2 separate regions of the Mus musculus genome follow, and region 2 is linked to region 1. A link is a contact called in public HiChIP or PLAC-seq data. All regions are on one chromosome and are shown on one strand. The core of a region is the stretch at or near the end of the contact, and the rest is flanking DNA. Distances in the headings are between cores, read along the strand shown.

The links. HiChIP or PLAC-seq counts read pairs in DNA pulled down with a chosen protein or histone mark.
Region 2: an H3K4me3 HiChIP or PLAC-seq map of bone marrow-derived macrophages shows a contact between it and region 1, with 2.1 times the contacts expected there. The contact joins the promoter of Zfp867 here to the enhancer-like site in region 1. A contact is called at or near these places in 1 of 39 promoter capture datasets (macrophages), 1 of 15 datasets of contacts at CTCF or cohesin (CD8 T cells), 6 of 484 Hi-C or Micro-C datasets (the AML12 cell line, B cells, the G1E-ER4 cell line and 3 more), 7 of 115 datasets of contacts at active chromatin or transcription factors (the HPC-7 cell line, bone marrow-derived macrophages, embryonic fibroblasts and 2 more) and 2 of 9 other capture datasets (adipose tissue and liver).

What each region holds. Positions count from the first base shown.
Region 1 is chr11:59,401,334-59,407,502 of GRCm38.p6, forward strand. Snap47 (synaptosomal-associated protein, 47) reads right to left here. Exons shown (of 5, transcript NM_144521.3): 5 at 5,808-6,169. Among named protein-coding and RNA genes, the nearest start is that of Prss38, 29 kb to the left of the region's middle. Within about 2 kb of position 3,383, at least 4 of the 459 cell types and tissues checked have an H3K27ac peak or open chromatin away from gene starts, as enhancers often do. A contact at or near this core is called in bone marrow-derived macrophages, where this site is marked.
Region 2 is chr11:59,469,745-59,475,987 of GRCm38.p6, forward strand. It overlaps Zfp867 (zinc finger protein 867), which reads right to left and starts at 2,730. Exons shown (of 4, transcript NM_178417.3): 1 at 2,597-2,730. The coding sequence starts at 2,623. It also overlaps the pseudogene Gm12263.

The DNA of each region.
Region 1 (6,169 bases), core at 2,133-4,632:
TAGGGCGACTCTGCAGATGGCAGCAAGGCCTGGAGTGAGTAGATGCTAAGACAGGGAGTGTTACCTTGGGCCTAGCAGCAGCACTGGTGAGAGCCCAGGAAGACCAGCTGGGGCCTCTGTGGCTGCTAGTGTGGAGGCAGAGGCTGTGGTGTGGAGAGACCAGGGGACGAGAACAGTCTGGCAGCCAGAGAAGTGGCAATCTGGGCCATTACTGCCACAGAAACTGAATTCTGCCTCCAATGTGGTGGCACTGGAGACCTCAGCTGAGCCCAGATGAGGATACAACCTGCCAGCACCTGGGTTCAAATCCCAGCCTTGGGAAACTGATAAGATTGTATATATCTTATTAAAAGGTGCATGTGGGGCAAATTCTTTTGTAATAGCTCAGAAGCAGGTGGATGTCTGTGAATTTGAGACCAGCCTGTTCTACTTCCCAATCCCGGGTCAGTCATGACTACATAGTGAGACTCTGACTCAAAAATGGGGCAGGGAGCTGGAGAGATGGCTTGGTGGCTAAGAGCACTGGAGGCTCTTTCAGAGGACCCAGGTTCAATTCTCAGTCACAACCCTCTGTAACTCCAGCCCCACAGACCCCACCATCCTTCTCTGACCTCTGGCCACCAGGCATGCATGAGGATATACAGGTGTGTGTGTGTGTGTGTGTGTGTGTGCAAACATCACACATAAAATAAAAATGAATTGTTAGGGGCTGGAGAGATAGCTCTGCAGTTAAGAGCACCGACTGCTCTTCTGAAGGTCCCGAGTTCAAATCCCAGCAACCACATGGTGGCTCACAACCATCCATAATGAGATCTGACGCCATCTTCTGGGGTGTCTGAAGACAACAGCTACAGTGTACTTACATATAAGAAATAAATCTTTCAAAAAAAATGAATTGTTAGAAATTACAAAATATTTCTATCACCCTATCACCAAAGTATTTCTATCTATGAGTCTTTTGCATCATGGCTGTCATTACTCACACTATGCACATAGACAAATGCAGATATGTTAGCTCATTTATTTTTAGTAAACTTACATTTACTGTATTCTTTCACAGAAACTTTGCCCTTTTTTGTTTGTTTTGTTTTATTTTTAAAGTTTCTGACCTCCATCTCTCTGAGAACAAGTCAGGGCTACTATTGACAAGATTTTGTCTGTCTGGAGCTATGGCTTGTATATAAGATATCTCCTGTGGCTCATGTGTCAGGAGATTGGATTCTCAGCCGGTGGCACTGTTACGAGTTTGTGGAACCTTTGGGATGTGGCAACTAACTGGAGGAAGAGAATTAGAGTCTGTTGACTATGCTGAGGAGTCAGGGACAGGGGAGACGCCATCCTGTGTGACTATGAAGGACAGTGACGACTTAGCCTAGTGTGAGGCTCCATCGTAGTAAGACCAGCGCCATCCTCACCTGGGTCCTGCAGTGGATGAGAGTCACCTAGGAAGGTGTGTGTCCTGCAGGCAGGGAGCTTCCTGCAGTGCTGAACTCTGCACGCTGAGTCAGAAGTCAAGTGGGGCATGGATGAACAGGCACCTAGGTGTTTTCTATGCGCTGTGTGCTGCTGACAATGAGGTGCAGGCTCTGGCATGCAGGTTGTCATGTTGAAGGTATCTCTTTGTGCCTGATTGTTGTGCTTGGTGTCCCCTGCTCTAACAATCCCTGTGCCTTCCCATCTTTCTACTCCAGAGTCAGCTTCTCCTTGTGTGCAGTGCAGTCTACCAGACAGTGTATCTGTGGGGTGCACTGACCAGGAAGGCAGGGTATACAGAGGGGTCATCTCTGAGTGTCTCTATCGCATGCTGGGCTTGGCAGCCTTGCTCTGCTCTGCATACTGGCTCCTCCTGAGCTGTCTCTGTCTCACAGGCCTACAGAAAGATTCTCAGGAAAATCCTAAAAGCTCAGGGGGCCTGGCAAACATCTATTTCTATCAACAGCAGACAGATGGTGGTAACACATCTGTATTCCTACCTCTGAGGAGGTGAGGCAGGACTTTGAGTGTGAGGCTAGTCTGGCCTACATAAAGAGACCCTGTTGGAGGTCTCCTCTCAAGAACAGGGTCTATTGTGCATACAAGCACAATAAAAGTATTGAACTAAGTCAGGCATGGTGGCACATGCCTTTAATCCCTACACTCAGGAGAGGAGGAAGAGGCAGGAGGACCTCTGCGAGTTAGAGGGCAGCCTGGTGTACTCAGTGTGTCGGCTAGCCAGGGCTAGCCAGAGCTACATAGTGAGACCTAAGGAAGTGGCACTCAAAAGAGGAAGGAAAAAAAAAAACCCCAAAAGAACAACAACAAAAACCAGGCAAACAAAACAAGTATTAAGATGTGCTACATTTGACAAACATGATCAGGGTCTTAGGACCCTGAGGTACCCCCTGCCCCACTCCAAGCTGTGTCCCATGAGTGCTCGACTCATCGTGCCTCCAGAGCAATTTCCAGTAACTTGTGTCCCTGCTCTACACTGGCACACACAGGACACTCTGCACACAGGACACTCTGCACACTCCCCAGAAGAACCTCTCAAGTCTGGAGCCCTGAGTGCCCAAACTGGGGCCTGCTAGCCACTCCCATGTTTGTGTCTTGACTCCACATTCCAGTGGCACAGGGAAAGGGGCTTAATGTGGGGGACTCCTAAGGCATTTACTTCCCTGTGACCAGAGAAATGCACGCAAAGCAAGCTCACCATTGAATCTGCCTATCCCAAACCCTGTTAGCGTGTCTGGAGGCCCCGGAGGGGAGAGAAGGCTGACAGGTCCTGTGGGTCAGGAGTGAGTAAAGCCGTGGCTGTTTCTATTCAGAAGGACCAAGGGGAAGAATCCTCCCGAACAGAATCAACTTTTGAGAAGGTGCCAGGGGCATAAGACATGGATGTGGAAAGGTGCCTACGACCAAGCGTCCTGGCACCTACATGCAGCTCATCAGCCTGTGGTTGGGACGCCAGGCCAGCCCCAGGCCTTCACGGAGGTCCCTTCTGGCCCTGGGTTGGGGCAGTGCCTCAACTTGCAGACCACACAAATCTCACTGACTGCTGTACAGGGATCAGTTTCTCAAAATGTTAGAACATGTCTTGAGGGGCTGTTGGGTGGTGCTCTACCCATTCACAATGTGTGGGTGTACAATGTGTGGAACCTCAGGGGAAAGCCTCGTGTGAAAGCCACATGTCCCCACACACCACCTTCTGGGCGTTACTTTTGTTTTTACTTTTTGTGTATGCATGTTTTGCCTGAACGTATCTGTCCACCCTGTGTGTGCCTGGTGCCCGTGAGAGGACATCAGATCCCTTGGACCCAGGTCCTCTGTGAGAATAGCCAGTGTCCTTAACCACTGGGCCACTGATCCAGCCTCGCGGCCTTGTCTGTAATCAACACAATTTGTCTTAGTCAGGGTTTCTATTCCTGCACAAACATCATGACCAAGAAGCAAGCTGGGGAGGAAGGAATTACTCAGCTTACACTTCCATGTTGCTGTTCATCACCAAAGGAAGTCAGGACTGGAACTCAAGCAGGGCAGAAGGCAGGAGCTGATGCACAGGCCATGGAGGGATGTTACTGGCTTGCTCAGCTTGATTTCTTGTTTTGTTTGGTTTTAAAGATTTATTTATTTATTATATGTGAATACACTGTAGCTGTCTTTAGACACCCCAGAAGAGGGTGTCAGATCTCATTATGGATGGTTGTGAGCCACCATGTGGTTGCTGGGATTTGAACTCAGGACCTTTGGAAGAACAGCAATGCTCTTAACCACTGAGCCATCTCTCCAGCCCTCAACTTGTTTTCTTTCTTTTCTTTTTTTTTTTTATTTTGCTTTTTGAGACAGGGTTTCTCTGTGTAGCCCTGGTTGTCCCTGGAACTCACTCTGTAGACCAGGCTGGCCTTGAACTCAGAAATCCGCCTGCCTCTGCCTCCCGAGTGTTGGAATTAAAGGCGTGCACCACCACTGCCCGGCTCAACTTGCTTTCTTAACACATCCATAGTGTGCTGTCAGATCAGGTGGTGAGAGTCCATACCCTCAGGAATCCATCAGTTCTGAGGTGAGAACTCTCTTCCAGCTGGTCTGAAATAATACCCATTGCTCATTCTAGTCTCTCTGCTAAATAGAATACCAGAGCATACTGCTTGTTTGACTTTAATTCTGTGCCCATTTCCCTGTCCCTGGCTCTAGTAATTACTATTCCATCCTCTGTTCCCATGAGATCAGATTTTCCAGCTTCCACATGAGTGAAGTCTTGTGGTATGAATGGATAAAAAAAAAATGTAGTAGGTGTTGTAAGTAGGGGCACAAGCCTAAAACCCCAACATTCAAGAGGCAGAGTTGGGAAGATCTCAAGTGAGAAGTCAGCTAGGGATACACAGTGATACCCAGTCTCAAAAGGCCCAGGGCTGGGGGTGCATCTCAATGGTAAATGCTTGCCTAACATGCACAAGGCCCTAAGTTGGCTCTTAGCACCAGCAGAAACAATTACCACGATATAGATAAATAGATCAGCATTCAGTGGTGAAAAAGAATGAAATCCTGTCATTTGCAACAACATGGCTAACCCAGGAGGACACAGTGCTTTATAAATCAAGCCAGGCACACAAAGACAAGTGCTGGATGTTCAAGGTCTCCCAGGAGCACTGAGTGGAGGGGGTGGGGAGCAGAGGAGGGGAAGGAGTGGAGAGAACAGGAGGAGGAAGGCTGGGGAATGGGAGTGAAGCAGAGGTAGGCAGGAGGAGTAAACCAGGTGCTCCAGAACACTGTAGTGTTAGTGACACTACAGTGCCTGGCAGTTCACTGTGCTCTTCATAAGATGGGGAGGAGAACACACAGGCTCCAACATGCAGGACTGAGAGGTGGAAGCTGTGCCTGTCTGATCCCATCACTGCACACTGCAGATATAGCCACATACCAGCCATCTGCTATCCACTCAGTAAATACACGAGGGGGCCAGGGGAGGTAGTATGGACCTAAAATCCTAGCACCTGGAGGCAGGAGGATTGCTGCAAGTCTGAGGCCAGCTTGGACTAGACTGAGAACCTGTTTCAAGAAAAACAAAAACAAACAAACAAACAAAAAAACAACCCACAAGACCCTCTCCCCAAATAATCAAGCCCATGCAGGAGTCCCCAGTAGCCCGTGGCAAAGGGGCTGGTGGAAGCAGCTCTGAGCAGTAAGCTGAGAATGCTCACTGAAAACACAGGATCAAGCAAAGGGCAACAGCAGGACAGTGTGGGCCACTTCTAAAGCAGGCACCTTGTCACATTCTGAATAGCCTGGGTCAGGAAACTGGGAGAGTGGCACCATGCTCCTGCTTCAGGTCAGAGTGGAGAGGTCCACAGTGAGCATCTGAGCTGGACTGGGCTGCACCCATGACTGCAGTCAGTCACCAAGCATGTGGAGAGAAAAGGCTGCTGCCAGGGCAAGGCCAGAAGGATGCTGGTCTTGGCCAACAACTTACTAGATTAAGAGATGTCTGGGAGTGTTGAGACATCCCTGTGTGTTTGTGGGGGTGCTTCCAGAGGGACAGTGGTTAGGGAAAGAGCTGCCCTGACTGTGGACCCAAATGGGAGGCGGAAGGAGGCAGTGCATGCTGAGTGTGCAGGCCTCTCTCTGACTGAGAATGCATGGCTGCCACCATCCTCTGCTAACACCAGCCTCCACTAGCTTTGATCTTTTAATGCAGAACCAATACCAGTGATTCCAGGAGCTTCCACGCCTTCAGCACTGGGGCTGCTGAGGGCTCCAGACTCTTGGACTGGGCAGCTATAATGGTCTCTGTTTCTCCAGTGTGCACATGGCTGTTATAGACCCGGCTCCTCTGATGTAAGTCATCGAATAAACATTCTTTTATTACGCACACACAGAGGCTACTGGTTACAGAACTCTAACTGATGATCAGGAAAAGGTGGCAGGGGCTACAGCAGCATTTGAAGGGGGAATTGATGTTTCTGGCAAGTGGATGGCAGAGCCAGACCAGAATGACTGACATTTTTCTCTACTGTTTGGCAAAAATGGTGAAAAGATGACAATATGATGTGACAACATGATGCCACAATGGCAGCTCAACGCCGGGGTCTCAGTGTGGACAGGAAGGATGGCTACGCTACGGTGGCGATTCTTGCCTGAACAGGACATGGCCCTCATGCTTAGGGCCCCGGGAAACATACATGCTCATGCATATTGT
Region 2 (6,243 bases), core at 1,480-3,979, 68 kb after region 1:
GGGAAACTAAAGTTTTCTCAATTGTGAGTCTAGGCCCATATGACACCCCCTGACTTGCCCCAATCAAAACATCCCAGAAATGTTACTGCTTATGCTAGGGGAAGCAAAGAGTTAAAAAGAAATCAGAGGAAGTGAAGCTCTACTTTTTGTTGTTGTTGAAAACTACTTCTTGCTAGCTTCAAGAATATCCACCTTGCTGAGAGACACAGCTTTAATCCCAGCACTCGGGAGGCAGAGGCAGGTGGATCTCTGAGTTCCAGGCCAGCCTGGTCTACCAAGTGAGCTCCAGGACAGCCAGGGTTACACAGAGAAACCCTGTCTCAAAAGAATATTTACCTTATTCAGCTCTGAGTACAATTCATACTTATTGAAAAGCTGAGATTCAAATAAATGTGCAACGATCTCAAGGTGATGACTATAAAAAAGGGGGCAAGTCCTGAAGACCAGACAGACCTGTCAGGATCAAGTGCCAAAAAAGGCTGTTCCCTCACCCTAGTGCTGCTGAAAACCTCACCAGCCACACCTCGGGAGACCCTGGACTGACTCAAACACAGTGTCAGCTTCTGCCCCACTGCGCGCTGGAGGTTTTCTTTCTAATCCCTTGAGAGAAGGTTTTCTCCCCTAACAACTGAGAGACTGGAGATGGCAGGAAGTGCTGCTCTGAGGCCCACATTCACCAGCACCTAACTAAACAATGATTCCTAGGAGTGGAGCTAAGCTTAGAGGGAGACAATGTCCCTAAGAATTAACTACGGAGCTGGAGAGACGACTCAGCGGTTAAGAGCACTGCCTGCTCTTCCAGAGGTCCTGAAGTCAATTCCCAGCAACCACATTGTGCCTCAACCCATCTATAATAAGATCTGCTGCCCTTTTCTGGCCTGCAGGCATACATGCAGGCAGAAGATGTATACACAATAAATAAATCCTTTAAAAAAAGGGGGGGGGGCTGGCGACATGGCTCAGTGGGTAAGAGCACTGACTGCTCCTCCAAAGGTCCTGAGTTCAAATCCCAGCAACCACATGGTGGCTCACAACTACCCGTAATGAGAGCTGATGCCCTCTCCTGGTGCATCTGAAGACAGCTACAGTGTACTTATGTATAATAATAAATCTTAAAAAAAAAGGAGGGGGCTGGAGAGATGGCTCAGCAGTTAAGAGCTCTAACTGCTCTTCCAGAGGTCCTGAGTTCAATTCCCAGCAACCACATGGTAGCTCACAAGCATCTGTAATGGGATCCGATGCCCTCCTCTGGTGTACTGAAGACAACAATAGGGTACTCATATACATAAGTATTTAAAAAACAAGGAAAAAAATGAACTATTGAGATGAGGACTATTCGATTGCTCCAGCTCCAGGTCCTCTAGCTGCTCCTCGAAGAGGTTTCACCCCAGATCTCAGGCTGCTGTCTAAGTGGATGATGAAAGGTCAACTTTAGGCTAGGACATATGGCAGCTATAAGAAATTTGTCAGCATCTGGCAGTTCTGAACCTGGGACCATTACTAATAGGAAATGAAAAAGATATTGTGTCAATTTCTATTTATTTAGCAACGAAAATAAACAGTAATGGTTGTCACTTTTAAAACCTTTTACAGTAGAAGTTGGCATTTGAAAATACTGGTACTGAAACTGTTGGGGGCGGGGGGCACTGCAGAGATGGCTCAGTGGTTAAGAGCATTTGTTGCTCTTGAAGAAAGCTGGATGGAGTTCAGTTTCCAGCAACCACTTTGGGGCAGCTCATAACCGCCCATACCTTTAGCTCCAGGGAATCTGACACCGTCTTCTGACTTCCTCAGACACCCACACACGTGTGTGTATCCACATACAGCCACAAATAAAGGCGGGATGACCGCCTGGCATCCCGGCCTTCACTCTGCCGCTGAGGGCACAGAGATAAGTTATGGTCCTTAACCTGCAGTCACCCAGGATTCATGGAAGGACAGCCCTTCACAGAAGCAGGAGCTATCTCCAGAGAAACACCTAGTCCCCTTCAGGTCTCAAATGAGCGGAGACAAAGATGGGCGGGGCCCACCTTACATTAGGCTGCTGTGTTTAAGCTTTTTTTTTTTTTGGTCTGGCCTTCCTCTATTTAAGCCTAAAGCTCCTGTCCAAAGATCAATTGGGGTAGGAGTGTCCTAGACCCTTCATCTGTCCCGCTTCTACGGTGCCCGCACTGACGAAATCTCTCTCGGCTTTTTCCTACTAACCAACCATCGATGTCCTGAGACTAGCGGGGGGACGGCCCTAAAGACTGGAATTTTGGGACTTCACTGTGAACACGGGGGCGTGGGACAGGCAGGCGAAGAGTAAATAGATTGAGACCCCACTTTCCAAGACTCGGGAAAGCCCAGCCATGGCTGAAGGGCGGGAACCCACAACCAAGAAGCCAGCGTCCCAAGTCCTAAGGTGGGTCGGCCATGACGCCCCAAGTCCTGAGGTGAGTCGGTCAGGCCGCCGCGAGGGCAGATGGGAAGCGAGGGGACCCAGGACACCCAGGACACCGGACAGCACCGGGATCGGGCCGCAGACACCAGCTACGGAGGCCTTCCCTGCGGCTGGTACTGGTTGGCTGTAGCCAGCGTCGGCCGGAACGCTCACCATTTCCGAATTTCTGCTGTCCCGCATCGTCGTCGTCTGCACCTCATAAGGACGCTAGCTACAGCGGAGCCACCATACACAACTGTGAGCCAGACATAGAACCTGAAGAAACGGAACCTGAACAAGAACTAAACAGTGAAAAGAACCAAACACCGCGAGAGTAAAGCATCCTGCCCCGCCCCTCCGCTCGAGCTGCGGCCTGATTGGACAATTCCACTCTGATAGACGAAGGGTTTGGACACGCCCCCAATCCTTGAGTGATTAGGGATGTAATCTAACCTTTGACAGAGAGATACTTACGGGACAAGATTTGTTTGCACTCTAGCAATGGCCCTGCCAGGACAGGACACACTTGTACTTTACCTACAGAAACATATCCATGGAACAATAACATATAGATAGATAGATAGAGAGAGAGATAGAGATAGAGATAGATAGATAGATAGATAGATAGATAGATAGATAGATAGATAGATATACACATATACATACACACACACACATATGCTATTTACAACTGGAAATTCCTAACATGACAATTATTTGAAATTTTTATTGTGAATACATTGAGACAGGGAGGGTCTCGTGTAGCTTGCCTCAAATACAGTTCAGGCCAGCCTTGAACCCCCGGATCTGCTTGCCTCCATCTTTGGAGTGCTAGAAGGACATGTGTGCTATTATGCATCACTGGGGATCCTGCTAAGGACTTCTTGTATTCTAAACAAGGACTCTGCCAACTGAGCCAGAGCCCTCATTTTTAAAAATTTAGATGTCATAATCTTCCTAGCTTGAGGACTGTAATGGCTATTGTTGGTTGTCACCTTGGCTACGTCTAGAATCAACTAAAACCCGAGAGGCTGGGAATGCTTGTGAGCGATTTTTCTTGACTGGATCATCTGAGGTTAGAGGACCTACTCTAACCCTGAAGCACACCTTCATGACAGGCTATATGATGCAATGTGGAAGAAGGAAGCTCCTGCTCCTTACCTGCTTGTCTCCCCTCCCATTGGCAAGTCTGTCTCCCCTGCCACCAAAGCATGCCTTTGCTGCTATTAGAATCTACTTCTTTAGGGTTCCAGTGTCTACTGAGGACCAACAGAGACATCCGTCCCCATGGGTTGCCCACAGCTCTCTGTTGGGGGACAGCTAGTATCGAACTAGCTGAACCACAGCCTGTAAAGCACTCTAATAAATTATATATATACTATCAGCTCTGTTCATCTAGAGAGCTCTGGCCAAAACAAGGAGCTAGCCTGAGCTTTAAAAGGGAAGGCACTCCTCTAAGATAGCAATGTTGAATAGAAGTTTTGTTTGTTTGGTTTTTTTTTTTTTTTTTTTTTTTTTTTGGTTTTTCGAGACAGGGTTTCTCTGTGTAATGTTGGCTGTCCTGGAACTCACTCTGTAGACCAGGCTGGCCTTGAACTCAGAAATCCGCCTGCCTCTGCCTCCCAAGTGCTGGGACTAAAGGCATGCGCCCCCACTGCCCAGCTTCGAATAGAAGTTAATGAAGGGCCACATCTATAATTTTTTTTTAAAGGGTGAAGCACTCCAATGCCAATTTATTTTAATCGGGCTCTGTGTTATCTATGGTTTGCCTCTTTCCCTTATAATCGCACAACCTTTGAAAATTACATAAGTTGTAATGATCTAATACTATTAATAGCCATTCAGAAAAAAAAGTCCCCTCCCGCCCAACAACCATCCAGGGGAAATTTAAAGTCCTCATTAGAGGCCAGCTCAACACGGCCTCTACCCTGGTAGAAATAAAAATAAAAAAGATGAGGAGAAAACAAATCGGCTAAGAGGTGTGTTGCCAGTGTCTTTCAGGAGTGGGGCCCTGGCTGTTGCCTGGGTGGTGAAAGGCAGAGCCTGCAGCCTGCAGGACGGCAGCCGGGCGGCCTCACAGCTACATCTTCCTCACCCCGGCACAGCCACAGCCCAGTTTAGGTGTCTTGAAAATCCTTTAGCAGGGTTCTTCTCTGCTGCTCTGCTATGTGCATCTGGTTTTCTAAGTCCCCTCTGTCGTAGCTGTCTGCACGCTCAACTTTCCATGAAAGGTTTTCGATCTCAGCTTCCAGCTGAGCCTGCTGGTATTCAAACAGCTTCTTCCTGGGACCGGATTCCATGTAGTATGCATATGGATAGGTGTACTGCAGGGTATATCGACACTTGGCTAAGAGCTTGGCGGCATTCTGTAGGTACTGCCAGTCAATCCAAGTTCCCAGGTTGTTCATAACCCTCTCCTGAATCTTCTCATGAATCCGCTGGTATGTTTGTGCCTCCAGCTGCAAGCTTTTGTTGTGATTTTCCCACCTCTCAAAATAGAACAAGTACTTCTTGAGGGCCTCCCTGGCCTGTGCTTGCTGACTCTGGTTGACAGTGTCAGGATTCTCCTTGTACCGACTACATTCATAGTACTCACTACCATGCGTCTTCCAGTCTCCTAGACACATCCAGCAGAAGTCGTGCTTACACTTGGAGCATTGCATGTGATTACAGCCTCCATTCTTCTCGATGCAGATGTTGCACTTGGGACAGTCTTTAGTGTGAGCACTAGTGTAGTTAGCTGTTTCGGAGTTGTCTGCACACTTGGTGAGCCATTTCCAGATTGTGGTGCAGTCTGTGGGGGCATGATACATCTGTCGACACTTGAAACAGAAGACCTCGTTGCACCGATTGCACTGCACTCGGCGGGCTCTAGGCTCCTGTACCCGGATAACCATGGGGCAGTCTGCACCGGGGCACAGCTGGAGTTGGCAATGGCTCTCCACATAGTCCTTAAAGAGGTAGCGCCTGTATTTATCTCTCAATTCTTCATTGGGAAGCAAGGGAAATACAAAGTCCTCTGGTGTTCGAAGTGGACAATCCTGAGCCATACATGAGATTCCTACACTAACACCATCTTTGACAAGCACTGAGCAATGCTGCTCCCAACAGCTTTGGCAAAACTGATGTTGGCAGGCCAGAGAGAGCAGGTTTTCCTTCCACACAAATTGCATACACACTGCACAGTGGTGAGGGGGATGGGCTGTGGGGACATGTTTGGATGGATTAGGTTGAACTCGAGCCTCAACAAGCAGCTGAGCAGAATTAGACCTGTACCTGTCCAGAATCTCTGAGACTTGCCAGTGGAAATTAACTAATATAAGTTTTGCAACTGAATGAGATACCTTTAAGACAGAGGCTAAGCTGGTCATATGTTCATGGAGGGCGCCCTAAGACTCCTTATAGGTCAAGCAAGTGAACTGATACTCTTCGGGATCAAAAGCATCAGCCCCCTGCTGCTCCACATCACTGGCTACTCCACATAGTAAGTAGTCCTCTATGTCCCCAGGGTCCTCTTCCTCTTCTTCCTCTTCCTCACAGTTTGGGTCATAGTCCTCTTCATTGCTGTCAGACCCTTGGCTGTTCATGTCCACGGACATCTTAACATCCAGCAAAGTTGCAGAAACAGTTGCTTTTTTCCCTACCCCCAATTTTTATCGTTTTCTCAAATGCATTAGCGTTTATTGTCTTCTGTAATGTTTAAAGATCTTTCCTGCAGATATCACCCAAACTGTCTGTCATAGGATTTCCATCGGGAGCCGCGACCTCGCGGCCGCAGAGCCCAGGCCGGCCGGACCAGGTCAAGCCGGACCAAACGAGGC